4 separate regions of the Sus scrofa genome follow, and regions 1, 2 and 4 are each linked to region 3. A link is a contact called in public HiChIP or PLAC-seq data. All regions are on one chromosome and are shown on one strand. The core of a region is the stretch at or near the end of the contact, and the rest is flanking DNA. Distances in the headings are between cores, read along the strand shown. Region 1 holds the start of POGZ (pogo transposable element with ZNF domain). Region 2 holds the start of TUFT1 (tuftelin). Region 3 holds the start of MRPL9 (39S ribosomal protein L9, mitochondrial). Region 4 holds the start of PSMB4 (proteasome subunit beta 4).

Region 1 (2,731 bases), core at 47-2,546, 330 kb after region 3:
ATGGTATAGTCTACTGGGCTAGAACTCAGAACAGGCTCAGAATATGGCAAAATTTGTCAGTAAGACTATTTCTGAGGCAAATGACATAATGAATTATAGTAATTATGGAGGGAAAGAATAAAATAGGATTAGATCTCCATGTAGAATGTTTTTTGATGATTGATTCCGTAATCCCGCCATGGGCTCTTCCAGATCAGGCCTGGAAAATCTTCAGAAGTATTTTCAGAAGGATTGGTGATCTTCCCAATTCAAATAATAAAGTTTTTCCTAAGAATGACTAGTTGAAATCACTCATATTTTTGGTATGAAATAGGATGATGAAAATGGGTGGTGGTGCATGCATGTGCATGGGTGCACAATTTGGAATGCTTACTTTCACTGCCAATTTTCATAGTCTGGTGGTTTGGAATGTAAACATAGAAAAAGAATAGATATGTTTTTGCATCTCACCAGCCTTGCACGACTACTTTGATTTACCATTTGGTTTGGAGCAGATGTTTGGGTATTGATTAAAGAGCAACTATTTCCTCAAATATCCAAGGAAAATACTAAGCTTTTATCATCTCAGGAGGTAATAAAGGACAAACTTTCTTAGTCACTTGGAAAGAGGTTAGTTTTTGTTTGAGGAAAAATAATAGGTTGATGGTCTTGAATGTACAAATCAATCTTTGGGCCAGTCCATGTCAGCCTTATTTGGAGCAAAGAGCACAGAAGAGGAGTCTACAGTTTCTTAGAATTGAGGATCTCCGAGGATTCTACTCATCTCAAAGCAGTTTTCATACATGATCACCTTAATAAGCAATCATGTGTGACTTCCTTCCAGAATCCAGAAGCGTCTAGGGTAAAAACGGCTTTTAAAATTTCTTCACTTAAGGCCACTTGACTGCATGTCTCTTGAGAAAGAGTGAGTGCCATTTTGACGCTTTTGTTCTAATGACAGTCGTTGGGGCCATTGGGCCTCACTATCTGGCCTAAGGCATGAGGTTCTCCTCTTGGTTAGGTAAGAGCCTTGAGTGGAAAGTGTGGAGATTCCCAAAATTTCCCTGGAAAGTCCCCGCAAGTGAATTGGGGAACATTATCTTTGGAAATCCCATCTTTATCACCAAAACTTAGATGTTGTTTCTGAAGCTAATTATTTTTCATTCCATTTTTTGGGAAAGATTATTTATTTATTTATTTGCAGGCCCAGACAAACTTGACTAGAAAAGAAGCCCGGGCAGGGGTTAGGATGAGCCCATGACGTGCCACGCGCTCCAACCAATTGAAAAACCACGAAAGGGGGAGGGCGGAAGTGACGAGTCGTATCCCTCCGCGGGGCGAGAGGGTCGGTGGGGGGAGTCGGCGTCTCTCTCCCCCGCGCCAGCTCCCGTACACGGAGCCGCATTCCTCGGCCCCCCCGCCCCCCTCCCTCGGGGGCCCCCCGCCCCCCTCGGGAAAAAAAATCCACCTCAAATCACTCGAACCCGAGGGAGGTTTCCTTTCACCCTCGGGGAGACTAGCTTTCAACGGTTCCCTCTTCTCCGTCTCCCCCCAAGCCCCCGTCCCCTCCCCTGCTCCCACCCCCTTCTCCCGGCGCGGGGTGCAAGGTCCCTTTAAGGCGACGGCGCCTTCCTCGGGTCAGACTACCGGCGGCGACGACCACGGGAGGTGAGTGAGCGAGCGAGCCTTCTCTCTCCCCACCCCCTTCTCCCGGGGGTTCCGTTATCTTTTCGCTCGGCGAGGCGTTCCGAGGCGAGACAATGAGAGGGGGATGGGGCGGGAACGCGAGGGGTGGGGGCGGGGGCCCGGTGGCGCGCGCCCCCGCCCCCCTCGAGTGGCGTCGCGGCCCGCGGCGGCGGCGGGCGTGGGGTGCGGCGCGCGAGAGCGTGTGTGAGTGCGTGCGCCCCGGGAGCCGCGCGAGTTGCGCGGCGGGCCGGGCCGGGGAGGCCCCTGCCTGCCGGCCGCCCCCGCCCCCCGGCGCCTGCCGCGGCGCGCGCGCGCGCACTCGCGCCCCACGGCCCCGCACACAGCCGACGTCCACACGCACACCCGGCGCGAGGCGTCTCGGAGGAGTGGGCGGGCGCGGGCGCGGGCGGCGGCCCGCCGGGGAAGGGGCGGGGGCGCGGGCAGCAGCGAGACGGCGGGGCGCGGCGGGAGGGGCTGGCTAGGGGGCGAGGCCGCGCCGGGGAGGCGGGCGGGAGGGGCGGCGGGCCGAGGTCCCCCGGGGGTGGGGTAGGGGTAGTGCTGGGTCCTCTCCGCCCCACCCCCGCCGGGCCAAGAGTGGGGCTCTCTTTTTGAGCTCCAGGAGGAAAATGAGTGATTGCTTAGCCGCTCCCTTGTGTTATGTAATTCCCGCTCGGTCGTATAGTACATCCCAAGCCTTAGCGCACCGCTGTTAGTTTACAAAGTCTCCTCCCCCCCAGCCCCCCTCCCCGCGCTCTAAGATTTCTTTGGGCTGGCGCCGTGATTTACAAAATGGGATGGGGCTTAAAATCTTTATTTTCCGATGATTATATCCTGCCGCGGTGGGCGCCATGTTTATCCCAGGGACTATTTTTCTAGGTTTTTAGCACCTTCTGAAAAGGAGTGATGTCGTTGATTCACCTGCTTTCTCTCCTTTCTACGAGTTGTCCTGATTTCTTCGCCTGTCACACGGGGGATTCCCCCAAATTGTTGCTAATGCTGGACGTTTCTCTGCTTGTCTTGGACATTTTCAGCTTAGAAAAAGGTAGAGCGGGAGAGTCTTTTTAAG
Region 2 (2,984 bases), core at 290-2,789, 260 kb after region 3:
ATTCTTCTACGACTCAACCTAGGAGCCCACAGGACGCCTGAACAGCGCGCACTGGAGACCTGCACCGCGCCCCTGGCCGTAGCCGCAGTGTCCTCCTAAAGGGCAGGGACGCCCAGAGTCCTCAAGCCTTAAAAGAGTCTTCAGCCCGAGACTCCCCGGGATTCCCACTGCCCGCCGCGAGGCGGTACAAAAAGAGAAGCGCCGTGAGGGGCTGACCGCACGGCACCAGGTGATGTCAGCGAACTCCGCGCGGGGCACGGTTGGGGCGGAATTAGAAACCAAGAGTACCGAGCGAGGGAGGCGACGTGGTCGCTTTTTCTTACCGAGGTCTGCGCTTCCGGGTGCACGTCCACCAGTGTACACCAGCTACGCGTCCCGTTCATCATCTTCCCGAGAGGGTCACGGAACACACACACAGCCCTCCGCCTTGCAGTCTGGCTCCTACTAGGCGAGCGCGCGCCGAACCGCCCCCCCCTTGTATAGGTGCGTCAGGGGCGGAGGCTGGCAATAGGACACGCCCCCAGGACGCGGTTCGCCAATGACTGAGCAAAATTGTGAAGTGGGCGTAGCCTAGAGGCTTCAGGCCACGCCCGTCTGCGCTCGCTCCGATTTACCTAAAGGTGGGGCTTGGGAGCTACTATCTACTTAACTGAAGTTTTGTCCAGTGTTATATGATTGTACCTCAAACGTTAGTCTTGCCCTCTCATTTCAACTCTAAGGCCAGTGTTGGTAAGAGAGGTTCACCCTGCCAGCCCCTAGAGGATGCAAAATTGGAAAAAAACCTTCCATACATTCTCCTCTCCCTATATTTAGGCCAGCCTGTAGGCTTTGTAGAACTGAGAAACCTTTCCTCCGCCATACAGGCTGCCAGGGCCAGCTCACTCAGACTGGCCTAAGCCAGTCTGGCAGGTGCCCTTCCTTGGCAGAAAGCCCAGGCCAAAGTCAAAGCCAGCTTGGCTCTGGGTGGGGCTTGTTTTGCAGAAGCTATTATATCAAAGCTGCCCTTATATGGATGGGAGAGGCGGGACACATTGCCTTAAAAGGAATTTGTATTCTTGAGAAGGGATGAACCTTAACTTCTCCAATGACATTTGCTCCCTTGGCCCAGGTTAGCATCTTAAGGACCTAGAAGAGAGGATGATCAAGAAAGATCTTGGAGCCTCTTCCAGTCCAGCTGCTCTTAGCATATGGCTTCTCCACCAGGCTATGGTCCATATGGACATGACAGGAGGAGGCCTGACCCACTCCAGAGTGGGCAGAAAGCCTGAATCTGACAGAAGGCTCTGCTGATCAGCTAGCTCCCTGTTCAAGGCAACACAAGAGGAATGCCAGGTAGGAATGGATGGCTATCTTTGTGTCTAAGAGGTGAATGCTGGGGCTATCCCTATGTTCCCAAGGAATAAAAAAAAAAAAAACCAGTTCCAGTCTAACCCTCGAAGGCATTTACTGGCCTTGTTCTTCCCAGAATGTTGTTCAGGAGAGAAGGGAGCTGTTACCAATACTCCATTTATTTCTTAAGGAAATAAAGGAAACCTAGGGAACCTAAGGCTCCCTAGGTTCCATCTGATCTGTTGTAAAGGACCTCTAAAAAGTGAAGTTAAGAAAACCCCAGCTTCGGTCTCTAAATTGAACAATAAAATGGTTTCTTCATAAAGTTAAGATGGGGGAGAATGAGAAGACAAGTCAAAAATTTCAGAATAGATATATAATTTTATGTTTAATTTAAAATAAATTCAATGCTGGATTGGATTGAACTGGGAGATAATATATGATTTGCAGAATAGAGGAACTTTTTTTTTAATCACAAAATCACAAGTTATTGGTGAAAACAGACTTCTCCCTCCTCAAGGCTCTGTACAGAGCCTGCTTAGGAAATAAGAGAGATGAATCATCTCCCTTACCTCCTCCCCACCAGAACTTGGCTCTCCCCAAATCCCAAAGGAGGAATAAATCCTCCATTGCCTCTTTCCATTTCTACCAAGAGTCAGCCTCTAGCCCCTCTGTATGAGGACCAAGCTCCTGAGATATTGAGGGTCCCTCAGTTCCCTAGTGAGGTTGGGCACATCTGATCACAAGGCCACAGAGACCAAAACCTTTGCTTTTCGAACTTGTGTAGACAGTTGTTAGGGTTCCCAGGTGTGACCATCTTACAAGCACATCCAGTCAGAGAGGGAGAAGAGGAAGGATGGAAACCCTGAGCAGAACCAGGCCTCACCACCTTATCATGGCCCTACCAAAGTCCCTCTCGCAGGGGTTCCTAAGTAGAGAAGCTGGTAGCTCTGTCCATCGGTCACTGGGGCAGCAGGAGGGGTTCTTGGAGAGGTATGAATGTGCAGGTATAAAAGGCAAGAAGGGCATCCTTATCTCCTCACCCCGGCTAAGGCACTGAAAAGAAAGGAGGAAATGGTAAAGACGGGAAGGGGAGGAGAAAGGGTCCCTTGGATCTTGGCCTGGGGAAGACAAAAAATATAGGACTGGAGACAGGTGGGGACTACCACGTGGGCCCCATGACTGTGCAAAGAAGAGCATCTGAGAAGTGGGTAGAGCCACGCCAGCATGTCCGTTACCCATTATGTCCTCCTTACCCTGCTCCAGAATGGGAGGAAAATGAGTTACAGGAGTCAAGGGAGCAGAATCATATAGGGTATTTCCCTGAGCCTGGGGTGTAGGGTTAAAGAAATAAAGCTTTATACACATGGCAATTTCGATCCCTTCCTCTCCTGCTCAATCAGCCTATATGCTGACCGAGCTGCTGCTGTGAGGGAGTCGGGGTGGGGGGAGTCAGCACTTGAGGAGAGGATTCAGCTGGCTAAAACGCCCACTCCTCCAGAGGAAAGGGAAAGCCCATCCACCAGCTCAACACTGATGCCTTTTTATCACCATCACCCAGACCCCTCCCTGTCATAGGTCTGAATAATTGGGTCTCCCACAGCAACGGGGATCTGAGGCTGGGCAGGGCAGAGCAGAGCAGAGCTGGACTGGCC
Region 3 (2,944 bases), core at 270-2,769:
ACTCAGTGGGTTAAGGATCTGGCACTGCCGTGACCTGTGGTGTAGGTTGAAGACACGGCTTGGATCCCCTGTTGCTGTGGCTCTGGTGTACAGTGTACAGTGTGGTGTACAGTGGCTACAGCTCCAGTTCAACCCCTAGCTGGGAACCTCCATGTGCCGAGCATTTGTCCCCAAAAAGACCACCAAAACAAAACAAAACACCAACCCTGAAAGAATGGAGTTATCATCTACTGAAAGGGGAAGGGCTGCTGGGCTGCTGGTGAGGCCGTGTAGACCGGGAGGTAGAGATGGGTTTACTTAGGAGCACGTTGACTTTGAATTGTTCATTAGACATATAAGGGAAAGATGACATGTAAGCAGTTGGATAATTCAGGTCTGGAGTTTAGAAATCTGGGATGGAGACAGAAATTTGAACTCATTGGCATATAAATGGTACATTAAGCCACGAGACAGAGATGAGTAAAGATGAATGTGTACACTGAGATGAGTAAAGATCCAAAGACTGAATCCTGGGGGTACTCTAAGAAGTAGGAATAAAAGAAATCTGCAAAGGAGACCGTGAAGAAAAATAATGAAGTAGGAAAAAAACAAAAACAAATTGGTGTCCTGAAAGCTAAGAAAGTATAATTAGGAGGAGGGACTGCCGGTCAAAGGCTGTTTATGGGTCAAATAACATGATGCATAGAGCATCTTTCCATAATATCTTTCCTGCCAAACAGACCCTATTCATTCCATTTATATGGTTTACTCCCTGTACTGAAACACTCCACAGAGGGAACTATCCCCCTTGTGATTTAGAATTCATTAAATATGAGCCCAAATACTGCAGAGTAATGATTAAGAGTTAGAGAACTCCTCAGGTTGACACAGTCTTCCATAGGATCCATCCTTTCACCACTTTTGGGTAGATTTGGAGCAAGGAAAAGTGAGAGCAGCACACGCCACCCCCGACCCCAGCACTCAGTTTTCATAGAATGTCAGAATTAGAAGTGACGTCGGAGAACTACTAGAACTGAATCAAAGCCGCCGCTCTAAAGACAAAGAGTAGCCATGGAGTTCCCGCCAGGGCACAGTGGGTTAAAAATCTGACTGCAGCAGCTGGGGCCGCTTCCGAGCTGCAGGTTCAATCCTCTGCCTGGCGGCCTGGCGCAATGGGTTAGGGATTCAGCATTGCCACAGCTGTGGCTTGGATTCAATCCCTGGCCCCAGGAACTTCCATATGCTGCAGGTGCAGCCATAAACTTAAAAAAAAAAAAAAAAAAAAAAAAAGTGAAGCCAAAAGGGGAAGAGGCTGTTAGTGAAACCCAACAGTCATCGATGGCTATGGGTGTCCCTCCTCCAACCAAAAAGAAATAAAAAGAAGAGAGTGGGGGAAATGCTGAATCATAGAGCACTCATCCCAGATCCCAAGGCGGCGGCGGCGGCGGCGGCGTCTGCTGCCCGGGCTTCCCCAGGCTGAGCTCCGTCTCAGGCGCGCCGCGGGCACCCGGTGGGGACCTTTTCTGCCGCCGGCGCCGGGGCCCTTCCAGTTCTCCCTCGGCGTCCGCGACCATGGCGGCGGCCGCCTGCACGGCCGCGGGCGGAGGTCTGCTGCGGGCAGGCCTTGAGCGGCTGCTGCGAGGAGGAGTTCGGGCGCTCCTCCGGCCGCGACTTGAAGGGGTCACCCCCCGCTCGGAGCGCGCCTTCAGCCTCTCTCTCAGTCGGGTGAGGGCCGGGTCTGAGTTCTGGGTCTGAGTACTGTTTGGGGGGGCGCGGTTGAGACCTGGTGAGGCCCCGGCCTGGGGTGGTGGGCTCTTTTTCAGGTGCTGGCGGCCAGAGGAGGAGGCCTTTGCAGGGAGACTCGCTTATCGTTGTTCCCCCGGCCACCAGAGCACGGTCATTGTGGAGCGTTGGTGGAAGGTGCCGCTAGCCGGAGAGGGCCGGAAGCCGCGTCTGCATCGGCGACACCGCGTCTACAAGCTAGTGGAGGACACGAAACATCGGCCCAAAGACAATCTGGAGCTCGTCCTCACGCAGTCGGTGGAAGGTAAGGCCCGGACAGAGATACTTCCTATCTCAGGCTGGTCCTGTTTGGTATCAGTTTTTTTTTTTTTTTTTTTTTTTTTTTTGCCTCTTTGACTACTTTGCTGGAATAATTAGCTCTCTATTTGAGAAAAGGGAGCCCTAAAAAGTACTGTGATTGTGACATTGGCCTCCTACCTAGAAGATTAGAAGATAAATGCAGCAGCGTCATTAACGGTGTGTATGGGAAGAGAAGTCTGACAGTACGTGCCATAAATAGTGAAATCCTGTGATAGGACAGCACGTCACGTTGCACAGGGAACATTCATCAGGCCCTAAAGAAATGAATGAGAAGTCTCTTACGTGTTGCTCCTAGTGGATACTGATATTTTTTTCTAAAAAGAATAAGCACTGAGAGAAGGCCTTTTTTTCTTGAGTTCTCTCCTCTTTAGGGACTGCTAGATAATTCTGATCCGTTTTCTCTATTCTCTGTTGGCAGAACTTGGAGTCCGAGGTGACCTCGTCTCAGTGAAAAAATCTGTGGGCCGTAATCGGCTACTTCCTCAAGGACTGGCTGTATATGCATCTCCTGAAAACAAGAAGCTGTTTGAAGAGGAGAAATTGGTGAGCTCAAAAGAGGGCAGAGAGGGCCTTGGAAGAATTAAAACCTAGATTTACTCTAGCAGCTTCTTTACCTTTGATATTTAATTTGAAAATGAAGTAGGGACTAGAAGAACAGGAATTCAGAAGCCTAGCCTATGCTCAGAATAGTAAGTTACCTTACTGTTAGTTACCTTAGACTTACTTTTCTTTTTTATTCATCTTTAACTTTCTTATTTCTAGCTGAGACAAGAGGGAAAATTAGAGAAACTCCAGACCAAGGCAGGTGAGGCGGTGAGTAGAAGCATAGAAAACCTTTATGTATTGGTCACCTACAGAAGTC
Region 4 (2,968 bases), core at 373-2,872, 390 kb after region 3:
AAAAAAAAAAAGAAAACATGGGAGATATGAGGGGCTGAATGCCAGGCAATTTGACGCAAATCCTTAATGTAAAAGGAATCATAAATGAGTGAAAAGGTGACATTCATTATTGCCTCACCAGCATGAACTGTTTGTGCTAAGACCCACTTGAAAGGGAAATTCTAGAGTGTCCTCTCTTTGCACATGTATATTGACTCCTGGACCTATCACCTTGACATGGTCTCTGGACCACAAAGAAAACCATCTGCCCAGCAGTAGGGATCCTAGCCTGTTCCTCATGTCAGAATTGCAAGGGTAGACAACCACTAATCCCTATTGCCTTCTGTCTTCTTCTATCCCTCATCCCTCAACCAACTACTTACCTGAGCCAGGTATGCACCATAACCAGTGGCCAGCGAAGGGGCTTCATAGGCTACACCAAGCATGTCCACGTAACCCAGGAAGCTAACAGGACACAATAGGTCAAAGAACTCATTTCACCTTAGGTTTCTATATGTTAGCTGAAGGATGGGACCAAGGGGTCTGAGTCAGAAGTGGGATTCACTCAGGGAGAAGAGATAGTTATTTGTATTCAAATCAACCTCTCTCCATCAGCATAGCCTCCGATGACCATGGTGTTCCACAGGGGGTTCATCTTGGAGCGGCGGCTGTACATGGCCCTGGTCAGCCACGAATGGATAGCTTTAGGACTATAGCTGTGTCCATCTCCCAGCAGCTCCTCATCAATCCTTAAAAAGAATTGGTTGTGAGAAAAGGGAGAGAACAGAAATCGGGTTTTCCATCCACCCCCAAAAGATGTGACCACAATCTTCCCCTCTTAAACCCACTAAAATAAACTATTTGCAAACATCCTCGAATCTTTCACCCCCCAACAAGTCTCCCCATCCTCTACTGCAGCTTCAAGTTCCTCCACACTAGAACATCTTGATGGGATAAAAACAGTGGATTCCCCTCCCCACCTGGGAACTACTCCTATTCTCTAGATGACTTACACCATTTGGCCGAGAACTTGCTTCAAATATTGGAAATCAGCGTAGTCTCCTGAAGCACCCAGCATGGTGCTGTTGTTGACTCGCATAATGCGAGAGATGTTGCGGAAACGAGCCAAGGAACCATAGGAGCCCAGCATGTCTGCTGCAATCACCACTCCGCCCTCAAACTTGACTCCCAGAACCGAGGTCCCGGTCACCATGGGGTTCCTGGAGATAAAGAAGGGTCTGGCGAGAGGTGGAGGAGAATAGCCTAGGCCCGCTTCCCGCTCTGTGGGTTCCGCTTCTGACTTTCCATGGCTCCTTTCATTCTCCAGGCCCTACTCCTCGAGCTGTCCCGCTGTTAGCGCGCCCGGGGGTCCCCGCCTCGCCTGCCCTGGCTCCCCGAACCAGCCGGCCGCACCAGGCCCCACGGTCTCTCCCCCGCCCAGGCTAAGACGCCAAGAGCTTACTGGGTGCGCGTAATCGGACTCCCATAGAGCACGGATGCCGGGTCCACGATGGATCCAGGAGTGGGAGGAATGCGGTAGAACTGTCCAGGAGCCGGACCCCCGGCCCAGTGTCCCGACCGCGACTCCAAAATCGATTCCATCTTAGTCACCGTAGCTCAAGAAATGAAAGCGTTTGCGCCGACGGAAGCGGAAGTGATCCTTCAGTGCCACACCTTCTTTCTTCCTGAAAGCCACTTCCCGCAGCCATGTTGTTAGGGTCGGGACAGACCGTATGAGCATCCTGGGTGGCGACCGAAACCCAGAGATTTGGAATTGCCAGGCGTCGCATACGTAGCGGTAGAGTCTAGACTAGAACAATGTTCTGATGCTCAAATTCAAGGAGGGAGAGGGTGGTGTGGCAGATGGGGAGGGGGCGGGCTCGTCAAGACTCTGACCTGAGCGAGGAGGCAGGAAGTCTCCTTTCCTTTTTGGATCCTTATCAAAAAGCCCACACTTTAGGAGTTTCCGTCGTGGCTCAGTGGTTAGCGAACCCTACTAGCATCCATGAGGGTTCGATTCCTGGCCCCGCTAAGTGGGTTAAGGATCCGACCTTGCCGTGAGCTGCGGTGTGGGTCGCAGAGGAGGCTTGGATCCCGCGTTGCTGTGGGTCTGGGGTAGGACGGCTGCTACAGCTCCGATTGGACCCCTAGCCTAGGAACCTCCATATGCCCCAGCTGCGGCCCTAAAAAGACAAAAAAAAATAAAAAGAAAAGAAAAGCCTCACACGAAACTAACAGTGAACCCAGGATCTCTTAAGTTCTGTATTTCTCAAAGCAGCCTCATGTGGCATATTCGACCCATTTTATAGGTAAGAAACAGAGACTTGAATAGTGATTTACCTGATCACACAGCAAATAATGGTAGATCTGAGTCTAGGAATCTTACAGTTGTGCGTACCTTGCGGTGTATAATATCTCAGGTGGGTCACTCACTGTGCAGAACCTTCGACAAATCTCTGAAAGTTACCTAGTTGTGAAATGCTCTTACCTACCTCTTAAACAGCAGAAAAATTCCATTGCCTGTGGGAATGTAACTAAATTCCAGGCGTTCCCTTCTCAATGTGGTTCTGTAGCAGGGGCTGGAAGCAGTGTCTAGAATCAAACAGGTGAACCTAAACCTGATAGTTTGCCACTCCTCCCTACACAATTAGATTTTAAATTATTGACTCAGCGGGAAACCAAATCAGTTTTGTTTTTTAAATTCCCTGAGTTAATCTGAACCAAAGCAACGCATGAAATTTTAGCCTAATTGAAATAAAATATTTTATTAGGTCATGAAACCCTGGAAGGGAAGGGTCAAGGTCTTGTGTGAGAGACAACCAGCTGTTGCTCTTTGTATCATCTTTTGGCTGAAAACTAGGTAGTTGATTTCTTCTTCTAATAGCTCATTAATAATCATATTTGTTTATTCGTCTTCTTTATTATTATTTATTTACTACCAATTCTAATTAATAGCCACCTCCTCCCAAACTCCATATTCCAGGTGAAT

Evidence for each region. HiChIP or PLAC-seq counts read pairs in DNA pulled down with a chosen protein or histone mark.
Region 1: an H3K27ac HiChIP or PLAC-seq map of alveolar macrophages shows a contact between it and region 3. The contact joins the promoter of POGZ here to the promoter of MRPL9 in region 3. A contact is called at or near these places in 1 of 5 promoter capture datasets (fetal liver) and 1 of 2 datasets of contacts at active chromatin or transcription factors (alveolar macrophages).
Region 2: a contact with region 3 is called in an H3K27ac HiChIP or PLAC-seq map of alveolar macrophages. The contact joins the promoter of TUFT1 here to the promoter of MRPL9 in region 3. A contact is called at or near these places in 1 of 5 promoter capture datasets (fetal liver), 2 of 47 Hi-C or Micro-C datasets (retroperitoneal adipose tissue and subcutaneous adipose tissue) and 1 of 2 datasets of contacts at active chromatin or transcription factors (alveolar macrophages).
Region 4: a contact with region 3 is called in an H3K27ac HiChIP or PLAC-seq map of skeletal muscle, with 2.9 times the contacts expected there. The contact joins the promoter of PSMB4 here to the promoter of MRPL9 in region 3. A contact is called at or near these places in 1 of 5 promoter capture datasets (fetal liver) and 2 of 2 datasets of contacts at active chromatin or transcription factors (alveolar macrophages and skeletal muscle).

Annotation. Positions count from the first base shown.
Region 1 is chr4:97,775,283-97,778,013 of Sscrofa11.1, forward strand. It overlaps POGZ (pogo transposable element with ZNF domain), which reads left to right and starts at 1,297. Exons shown (of 19, transcript XM_005663451.3): 1 at 1,297-1,647.
Region 2 is chr4:97,703,115-97,706,098 of Sscrofa11.1, forward strand. TUFT1 (tuftelin) reads right to left here and starts at 1,540. Exons shown (of 12, transcript XM_021089860.1): 1 at 324-1,540. The coding sequence starts at 386. CGN (cingulin) reads right to left here. Exons shown (of 21, transcript XM_013997148.2): 21 at 1,691-2,984.
Region 3 is chr4:97,446,641-97,449,584 of Sscrofa11.1, forward strand. It overlaps MRPL9 (39S ribosomal protein L9, mitochondrial), which reads left to right and starts at 1,520. Exons shown (of 6, transcript XM_003355177.4): 1 at 1,520-1,704; 2 at 1,870-2,026; 3 at 2,501-2,625. The coding sequence starts at 1,552. It overlaps OAZ3 (ornithine decarboxylase antizyme 3), which reads right to left and starts at 1,853. Exons shown (of 6, transcript NM_001301406.1): 1 at 1,763-1,853.
Region 4 is chr4:97,836,287-97,839,254 of Sscrofa11.1, forward strand. It overlaps PSMB4 (proteasome subunit beta 4), which reads right to left and starts at 1,623. Exons shown (of 7, transcript NM_001244455.1): 1 at 1,442-1,623; 2 at 993-1,199; 3 at 582-728; 4 at 363-444. The coding sequence starts at 1,581.